2 separate regions of the Gossypium hirsutum genome follow, and region 2 is linked to region 1. The links are chromatin contacts, called in public Hi-C maps. All regions are on one chromosome and are shown on one strand. Each heading gives the region's core, a stretch centred on a gene start, on an enhancer-like site or on the middle of the called end of the contact. The rest is flanking DNA. Distances are from core to core; before and after follow the strand shown. Region 1 holds the start of LOC107956486 (transcription factor MYC2). Region 2 holds the start of LOC107952982 (CDPK-related kinase 3).

Evidence for each region. Hi-C and Micro-C count contacts between places; a contact is called where the count stands out from the background.
Region 2: a contact with region 1 is called in a Hi-C map of leaf, with 7 times the contacts expected there. The contact joins the promoter of LOC107952982 here to the promoter of LOC107956486 in region 1. A contact is called at or near these places in 12 of 34 Hi-C or Micro-C datasets (anther, callus, hypocotyl and 1 more).

Annotation. Positions count from the first base shown.
Region 1 is chrA07:29,550,671-29,556,037 of Gossypium_hirsutum_v2.1, reverse strand. LOC107956486 (transcription factor MYC2) reads left to right here and starts at 2,628. Exons shown (of 1, transcript XM_016892137.2): 1 at 2,628-4,541. The coding sequence starts at 2,786. The coding sequence ends at 4,294.
Region 2 is chrA07:29,763,172-29,768,538 of Gossypium_hirsutum_v2.1, reverse strand. It overlaps LOC107952982 (CDPK-related kinase 3), which reads right to left and starts at 2,446. Exons shown (of 12, transcript XM_016888199.2): 1 at 2,043-2,446; 2 at 1,195-1,861. The coding sequence starts at 1,770.

The DNA of each region.
Region 1 (5,367 bases), core at 1,379-3,878:
TCCAGCCCGGCCCGAATTCACTAAAGGACAAAAAAATCTATATTTTTTTATTTTTGAATGTTATTTTTTTGTTGTTTTCTCCCTATTTTGCTACCATTTTACTATTATATTGTTACTATTTTATTGTTATTTTTTGGATATTTTATAAAACTTATTTTCTTGTTAATTTTATTATTATTTTAAAGGCATTTGTTAATTTGTTTATTATCTTAGAGGCATTTACTTGTTAAGTTGCATCTATCTTTATGTTATTTAAGTCTACATATTTTTTAAAATTTATTTTCAATTTGTTGGGAAATATTTATTTTGATGTTTTTAGTATTTTTGATGTATTATATATATTTAAAAATAATATAAAAATAATGTAAAAAATTAATACGGGCGAGCCGGGCCAGGCCCAATAAATGGGCATGATTTTTTAGTTGAGCCCGGCTCGACCCAGCCCATGAACACCTCTAGTTGTTTCTTTGACTACTTTTTAATAAAATCACAGCCCAATATTTCTCAAAAAAAAAAGATGTGTTTGTTTTTAAAATATTTAAATTATATATAATCATGTAATATTTTAATAGAAAATTTAATTATATTAACTATTTGGATATTACGAAGAAAGAGCATGGGTAAGTATCCAAAACCTTTCTTTTTTTCCTTTTTTTTGTGGAAAAAAAGACAGTCTAAAGTGAAAAACTTAAAAAATTACATTAGTGACTCAAAGTAATAACATAATCCGCCTCAATTAAACTTTTAGTTGATTGCGGTGATTCTTCAAACCAATAAATTTTTTTAGAATTAGTCGCCATACACTTGGTTATATGATCAACTATTGTATTTTGCGACCTCGAAATATGACAAACAATGACCTTCCAATTCCAACTCAATAAATGATGGATAAGACGCATTTCAGTGAAATGATAATCTACAGCTCTGCCAGCTAAAATCACTTCAACTAAGAGAGCATTATCACATTCCACTTCCAACAGTCGATAACCTTTCCTTCATGATATAAGGAGGCCTTCAAGTAAGGCTCTTACCTCAATCTTGAAAATTGAATAATTTCTTAACTTCATCGAAAAGCCACCTAACCACTTACCGTCAGCACTTCTAAACACTCCCCTGATGCCTATAAATGAGCTATTTCTCGATACAGCTCCATCCGTATTAAGTTCAACCTATCCTCTAGTCCAAAACCTTTCTTTTATATATAGTTATATAGATATAATAATATAAGTAACTAATTATTCTCTTTTTCCTTGAGAAATATTTTTACTTTTTAATATTATAAACGATAAAAAAAAAACCTGAAATATAAAAAGACACTGATATAGGAGCGCTCAATCCACAAATGTAAAGCCTTGAGCTAATATAAATATAACACGGTTTGATGATAATTACACAAATAATATTTTAAATTTGAATTTTAAAAATAATATATTAAAAGGGTTAATTATAAAGGTCAGAAAATTAATTTTTATTAAATAAGATTTCTTTTTTTTTTTTGAAAATGATATGAAAACTATGTTAATTTTACGAAATATGTGTCAGTCTATTATATATAGCTATTTTAATAACTCCTATTGTATAGTGTAATATAAAGAACGTAATAGAAAAAAAGTATAATATGGTACGGTATGATATTTCTTTAAGTATGGTTGGTTGTTGGTATATAATAATACATTAATGAGTTTTTTCAGTTTTCAATGATTGGGTTAAAAGATGTATAAATTGTGTGTGATGCCAAATAACGAGGAGCCCATACGCATCGTAGTCACTAGACCTGTCGCTATCAATACACGTGCAAGTGGTGCCAAATGTCTGCCCTTTATTCTATCTCTTCACATGTGACGTTTACGATATTTAAACATGTGCTTTTTTAATCTTTTCACTAAAATCTTTACTCTATCTCTTCCTTTAACTTTACTCACAATATTCAAATCAAATTACTATTAATTAAATTAGTTGAATTTTTTAATTATTTAACTGTTAATAAAATTAAAATATTTTTTAATTATTTTTTAAATTAATTCTTTAGATTAACGGAATTAATTAAAACTTATACATTTTATTTTATTGTTAAAATAAATATGAAACATATAAAAAAAATTTTAAGGTTTATTTAATCAGATTAACCGAATTAACCGAATTAATAATAATCTAATACATATAATATATAATATTAGTTATTAAGTTCAATTAATGCGATTAATTATTCAATTTCGAATTAAATTAACCGTTGACCGAAATTCTAAAAAAATTTTAACTGACCTCCGATTGATTAGATCGATTAATCAAATTAGATCGATTCAATCAATTAATTTAATTTTAATCAAAATTTGAACACCAAGTTAGAAACAAATCCCTCTTTCCTTTATGCTGCTAGGATGATTGAGATTAATATGCTAGTTTCTGTTATCGAAAATTCCAGGTTAATAATTCCAACTTGATAACCTAAAATCATTTCACACAGCCAAAATAAACACGAAAAAACTTAACGAGTTAACGTCACAGTCTTACTGTTAAAATGAACAAAGAAAAGTGGACAAAGCTTATAGGTGAGCATGCAGAGGATTTTAGGATCTTGTGGCCCCCACCTTATAAGTTACAAAGCTTATAAACTCCTCCTCCATCCCCCTTTTTTGTCCAATGCACCCCGTATTCTCTTTTGGTTTTTCTTTTCCTTGTAAAATTTAAGATGATTTAATGGCTTATTTGTTGTAAAGAACTTCCAAAATCTCTGCCTTTCAGATTCCCTCGTGTATTGTTTTCCTTCTTTTTGTATCGGTCAGCCATGGAAGAACTTATAATCTCTCCATCTTCATCTTCTTCACTGGTCTATATGACCCAGGAAACTTCACCTTCAACTCTCCAGCAGAGGCTCCAATTTGTGGTACAAAGCCAGCAAATTTGGTGGACATATGCTATATTTTGGCAGACATCAAACGATGAACATGGTCGTTTGTTTTTGTGCTGGGGAGATGGTTATTTTCAAGGCACCACCAAAGGTACGCCTCCAAAATTATTAAGCGCCAACATTTCGTGCCTAGAAAATGAAAGAAGAAAGGAGATGAAAGGAGCCCAAACTCTCATCGGAGATAACCATGAGGTAGATGTGTCGATGATGGACGGCACCACCGGGGTCAGTGATGCTGAATGGTTCTACGTGATGTCATTGTCTCGATCTTTCCCTGCTGGAGAAGGGATTCCAGGCATGGCTCTAAGTACTGGCTCTCTGGTTTGGTTAACCGGTGCTCATGCTTTGCAGTTTTACAACTGTGAAAGAGCTATAGAAGCACAAATGCATGGCATTGAGACGATGGTCTGTATACCAACTTCTTGCGGGGTTCTTGAATTAGGATCCGTAGAAATGATCAGTGAAAATTGGGGTTTAGTCCAACAAGTGAAATCCATTTTCGGAGCTGATCCCATTGACTTGTTACAAAAGCAATCAAGTACAGATCCAACTCTAACCCGACCTTCAATCCCCTTCCTCGACAGAAACATCTCTTTTGCAGACATGGGTATAGTTTCCGGTGTTGAAGAAGAAGAAGAAAATGTAGGTCCTGTTAATGAAACCAAGCAAGAACACCACAACCACCCAACCAAGAAATATTCCACAAAACTTGGGCAATCTTCTTCTGTGGACTCGGAGCATTCTGACACGGATCGCCCATCACTTGCCATGAGTCATTTAGAGCAGAGAACCCCACAGAAACGTGGAAGGAAACCCGGACTTGGACGAGAGACACCGTTGAACCACGTGGAAGCTGAGAGGCAACGCCGTGAGAAGCTGAACCACAGGTTCTACGCCCTCCGAGCCGTAGTCCCGAACGTGTCGCGCATGGACAAAGCATCGCTCTTATCTGACGCTGTCTCATACATCAGTGAGCTAAAAGCGAAAGTCGAAGAACTGGAATCGCAGCTTCAGAGGGAGTGTAAGAAACCTAAGGTAGAAATGGTTGATGTTACGGATAACCAAAGCACAACCACTTCCGTGGAACAGGAAGCAGCAAAGCCTGATAATTCACCATCCCCTGCAACAGCAGGGTGCGTGGGCCTTGAATTTGATATCAAGATCATGGGGAATGATGCAATGATTAGGGTTCAATCAGAGAATATGAACTATCCAGTTACTAGGTTAATGGTTGCCCTTCGTGATCTGGAGTTTCCGATCCATCATGCAAGCATGTCGTGTGTTAACGAGACCATGCTCCAGGATATCGTAGTCAACGTCCCTGATCTTGAACTCAGAAATGAACAAGGCCTCAAATCTACTCTTCTCAGGAGGCTAGACCACTAAGTTTATCTAGTAAGTGTGTGACGTGAACATCTTTTTCAATGCTTTAGTTTCTTCCTACTGTCGCTTTGTTGGTTTGCCAAATCTCACTCTCTTTATTTATTTGTGGTTTGGTTTTGTATTTTGTGTCCTGTGGTTTCCCTTTTTGGGTTTGTTTTCTGCTTTGTCTTGTATAATTAAGAGATAAAATGAGCAAATATGTTTCCAACAATTTGTAATTTGCCCTTTTTTTTTCTTTTTTTTTTTTTTGTTCTTTGCCTGCTTTATTTCATCCGTTTCTTGCTGCCTCCTTTTCACCAATTCCTTCTACGTATTTTTCTTCTTGCTGTTCCCCAGGTCTAAATTGTTCACACTCTTGAATTTTCACCAAAATATCAGCTTTGTGTGCTTGTAAACCTATAAAATGCCTCTATTTCACTCCAAATCAGGTAAATGAAATCATTCCAAGCAACTTCAAAATAACAATTAATTATAAACCACACCACATTTATGAACTGTTACTGTATAAATATATGTATAGATTACGACGTAAATGTTTGATAGGAATGTTTAAATAAATAAAAATATAATGCAATATACATGATGAATTTAAATATTGTTAATGTGTCAACAACATGTGCTTATTAATTAATCATATTTATGTTTAGGTTTTTACTTCATTTGTTAATTCAATTGATATTTTTATTATTAAAAATTGTGAGTCCTAACATTTTAAGCATAATATTTTAAGATTTGAGAGATTTATAAATAATTTAATAATTGTATAAAAAATATAAATATTAGAATTTTTTAACCAAAGGGTTAATATAATAATTCTATTTAACAAGAAAAAAATTGATAAAAAGAAATGTCTTAATATCTATTTTTCTTTTGTACTATAGACAAATACTCAGTTCCGTGCTTTAAGAAAATTTTTTGTTGGTTTAGTGTATGAACTTTCTTTCCATCAAGCACTTTGTTACTTCCACGTTTTTAATTAAAAGGAATATCAAATAAACTAATAAAAGGCTGACATGTGCAAAATAATAATAAAAATTCTAAAATTTTCTAAAAATACTTAAAATTCCAAATAAAAT
Region 2 (5,367 bases), core at 1,197-3,696, 210 kb before region 1:
AAAAACTTGATACACACACATAGGGGAAATTCATTAAAAGAAATGACAACTATAAAACACGTCTGTAACACTTAAGAGGATTTTAAAATTTAAGATGGCCGCATGGTCTGAATAGCAACTAAATGAAGCTCCAAATTCCTCCCTAAAGAATATTTGGAAAATATTAACAGCCACTAGCATATTTTTGTATGTAGTTGGCCACAAATGGTAGAAACAATTGTATCACAAAATATTCTTTCTATATATGTTTTACTATAATTCTTAGATTCTTTGTAAAGTTTTTCCTATTCAGCAATTCAATAACAGAAATATTTGTGAATGTATATAGTCTAGACAGGGTCTCAGAGATTGGAAGTGCTAATAGGGAAATCACACAACCTAGTCTTGTCTTATCGTGAATATATTTCCTCTTTGAAAAACATGACAGGCACAAGCCCAAGACAATGTCTCCCAAATATACAGCATCAACAATTGAATAATTCATAGGTCAGGACACTGAAGTCATACTCGGCAACGCGTGGACACCAAAAATCTCTCAGTGCAAAACAATATCTGGATTCCCACCTAGTTTTTATTGCGGTTGATGTGGCTATGGTCACATTTGCATTTAAGACTAGATGCAACAACTCAGTAGCAAAATACCCTGTATTATTGCTAGAAACCCAAGATAACTATCAAATAAAAGACAAGTATACCTTTGTCTTCTTCCAGTCTTCTAGAACAACAATCATAATCACACTTCCCCCTAGAGAAAATAAAAATGAAATGGCTAATCAATGCAAGAGGTATCCTTTTAAGCCTTGTATGTCTCGAATAGCTCATGTAACAGCCAAATATCAATGATAAGCGAAGTTGGCAGGGGCCAAGTCGTAAACATGATTATTCTAGAATTATGTCCGGCTTATGTAACTTACCTTCTTCAAGAAAGACATAATCGGCCGAGTTTAGTTGAATCGAGGAAAACAAACATCTATGAGGTGTTTGGAATGCATAATAAACAGCTATGCCATCGATCAATAACTAAAGGTCCTTCTCTTAAGACTATTTTAATGAAATCCAATTTTAAGAACAATACCTCCAGAAAGAAGCTCCAACATTAAGAAAATAATCTAAATATCTCAAAAGTTAAAAAAATTATTTAGCAATTAGCATGAACAGGGTAAGAATATCATAGAAATGGAGTGAAGAGAATACCTTAGCTTTTGAGATGATCTTAACAGCAAGGGGTTGATCCTTAAGGTCACCCTTTTTACCTCTAGCAGAGCAAGTGTGACCAAAATGCCCTCGTCCTATTTCTTTTCCAAGTTCATACTTAGCTCCAAAATTCTTGCCATAACCAAAGCTCTTATCCAACACTTGCTCCGGCTCAGTTCCAGGATCCTCAGGGATCGGTCCTTCCTTTGGCTTCCCGCCAAGACGCTTCAACAGCGACGCTTTTATGTGTTTGGCCGGCGAAGGCGGCGGGAACGGGCGCCGGAAGAATCTCCTAGGCGTGGAACCCCTTGAAGCCCTGGCCGGAGAAGGGGATACACCCGGTGGAAGCGGACTGGCAGTCACCCCGTGGGGGTAAGGGCTGGGCCATGGACTCTGGCTGGATGACCTAGCTGGAGTATTCTTAACTGATTGAAAATAATTAACAGCGCCGTTACTGGATTGCAGTGGCGTTTGCCCCCCAGGATCGGCTGGAATCACCTCTGTGACTGTTGTGGTAGCATTTGACGTCGTTTCATTTACTTGCGTTTGACTAACTTTACCGTAACATTGCCCCATCTAAAGTCCCTACCGATCACAACAAAGTCAAAAGTCTACACATCGGACGGTTCCAGCATCCTTCCCTCCTGATCTGATTATGACAAGAGATCTGATGAGATAGAATTTTGAGTGAGATATGGAAGGAAAAAGAAAAACCCAGAGAGTGAAGCAAAGAGAAAGGAGAAGTAGGATAGGCTGTGGAAGCAAATTCTATTATTTATTTATTTATTTATTTTTTAAAAGAAGAAGAAGAAATGTTTGAGGAGTAATTTGGAATTAGAGACACTGACTGAATCAAAGTGTTTTCCTTTATTTCCCCAAAATGGGAGGGAATTCTTTCTTTCTTACTTTTTTCTCTGCGAGTTCTTGGAATACAGTAGTAAAGAATGATTACTAAAACACCCCCGCATGTCATCTGACGAATCAACACCGCCAAGGTTGTGGATCAAAACACGCTAACTTCACTCATTACTTTTCGTCTTAGATTGAAACTGAGATTTAAGTAAGAAAAAAAAAGAGGCTCTCTTTCTTTCATAACCAATATTATAAAGGCTTTTAGTTAAACCCAAAAGGAAAACAACAAACGAGGACAGCGTAATTGAAGCAACTGCTCTCCCTGGCCGTATTGTAAGTGTTTACCAACATTAAGGCTCTACTTATTTACTCCAACATAATTATATGACCTGTAATCCAGGCTACATTTTTGGAGGATTTCTGTCGAGATTTCACGGCATATTTATAAAATTAAATAAATACATTGCCACCCACGTGTCTCAATCAAACAGGAGACTATTCAACCACCATTATTTTCCTCACCTAATCCCCAACACTTTGCCTTTTACTTGCATCCTGCAACACCACACTTCTTCAATTATAATATTTAGTTAAATTGTGTAGATTTAGTTCATGTATTTTTTAAAATTTAAATTTTTATTTTTGACTTAAACAATAATTTTTAAATTTAATTTTTTTGTGTAAAAATAATAAATTAATATAATAATATTATGTAATAATATATTTATCACGTCATATTTTAAAATTAATAAAATTCAACTTAATGAATTTATTAATTTAATAGTTTAATGACGACTAAAACTTTAAAATTCATAAAAATACATTATTTCACCATTTCTTTAACAGTGGGTTATATATGTACGATAACTTACCTCAGCTTTTAGATAATTGTTAAAAAGTGTTGACTTCCCAAGTTTTTTGCTAAATTCCTAAGTAAGCCCTTAATATTTTTATTAATTTATAGAGTATATTTACATACGTTAAAATAAATTGAATGGGCTCCCTCAAAATAAATTCCATACTTTTTATTTATAACTTAAATTATGTGTTATGGATTAAAAATAACAAAATGCTACTAATCAATCTTTATTTTTAAACACTTGGAATGAATTAATCATCATATCAAGTTATAATAACTGAAATTAAAAAAAATTTAGAGAATTTAATTGAAAATGTTATAGCAAGAACATGTTTCATGAAATTATTATTTTTTAGATATTGTGATTGATCCTCAAAACTAAATGTGAAAACTCGTCATTGAATTATATATTTCAAAGTTTCTCAAGAAAAAGATTGTTGTTTGTTCCTATAATTATCATATTTAAAAAGTGTTAATTGTCTTATAGTTATTTTTTATCATTACTAATTAAAAAAAGAAAAGAAAGCGCGATAAAATTACCTAAATTTGAACTTTAACCATTGGTACCAACATTCGACAACTTTCTTGTTCAAACTGCTATTCCCACACATTAAAATTACTCATACATTTATGCACTAAAGTTGAGTTGGGCCAGTCTAATTTTTCCTAATTAATACGCTGAGTCATGAAGGAGACACATTAGCATAACATTGGCCAGACATGAAAGGGAGAAATAGGTTAAATTTAATAAGCATGGGATGGGCTTTGGTTTTCCTTCCATTGTTTATGGTGACGAGGAAATTGGATAAATGTTTCAAAGTCGCTGTTTAAAAGGCACCCGTCGATGGGAACCCTCCGTTAGGTAATTGAAACCCGACTAGTCACTCTACTTAGTTGGGCCTCGATTCACGACACTTCACCAAAACCAAGACCAACATTTTTATTACCTTGGTTTCTCAATATTTCATGCCTTTCTTTTCTTTCGAAGGAAATATGGTTGAATAATTTCATGAATTTATACAAGGTAAATTATACTATTAATCACTAAATGACAGGTAAGTTTTCATTTTGATCATTTAACTAAAAAAGATTACAATTTAGTTTTTAAATTATTCAAAAGTTTTTATTTAAGTCATTGAATTGTTAATTTCTTTTTTTTTTAAAGAGTTTTACTAGTGACCTTCTAACGAAGATTTGACAATCGGTATGGTGAATCAGTACCCATTGAAGAGTAGAAGAACATACCTTAAATCCAAGTCAATTTGATAGTTAGTATCGAATATCAGAGAAAAAAGTTATTTGAATTTTGGTTCACAAATTTTGACGTCCAAAGTTGTTTCATAGTGTTATACATTGATGATCAGCAACCCGAGTCCTAGATAGGATCTGGGTTACCTACCATGACCTGGATAGGTCCCACCAGATGGTTGAGTGTGAGGCGAACCGTGAAAGGACAACAAAGGGAGTTCATGGACCCAGCTCGCGGATCTAGCTGGCACGAACCAAGAGAAGGCCATGATTTCAGTTCACACGCGTTCAAGGAGCTCACAGAAGGGAGACCGCATGCTTTATAGGCGACCAAGGGAGAAACACATGTCCAGCAGGCTTGAAGGCCGCACAGAATGTCAGTACTAAGATCGGAAAAGACCGCGTGCTCCGCAAGTGACCCAAAGTGATACACATGTCCAACAGTATTAGGAATGATGGAGTCAAGACAAAACTGTGGGGGTCATATCGTAAGCTGTAATAGCATGTAAAAATGCTTGAATACTTCATTCATAAGATACAAGACAAAATTACTCAACAATTGGTGCGATGAACGTGGATAGACTTCCGATCATCAGATTTTAAAAAGTTTGATTTTCTTCTCTTTAGTTTTTGAATCGAAATGGCTCACTCAAATGAGAACCTCCCCTTCAACCTTTTGTCAAAACAGGCCAGAGCCTCAAGCTCTAATGATTAGCTTAACGAAGCATACTTGTTTGTTGAATGGGTCATTGATAGACCGAAGAACTTCGGTAATGCAGTTCATGAGGGAGTGTCTGACCCTCTAGACCTAAATCTTTCCGCTAGCTAGAGATTGCCGCTTTCTCCTACCCAAGGGGCGCCCTCATAGCAACTCTTTACCCTTCATGAAGAAATTAGACTCATGATGGAGCAGATGGCCGCTCAGGAAGTGCAGTTCAAGCGGCAACAGGCTTTCCAGCAGGAGTTTCTGAAATAGAATGAGAAGTTCAGGAAAAAGGTCCATTGTGACAACTCTGGTTCTTAAGACAACACAAACTTATAGGACGAGACCCTTGGTGTACAGGTGAAAGAATGGCAGAATGAGATGGATGAGCTACAAAGAGATATGAAGGCATTGCACCTTGAATCTTGGGACATAGACTGGTTGTTCTACTCCAACAATTCGTTAGCACTTGAAATCGCAACAGAGAACTTGTCGCGTGACTTCAAGGTCC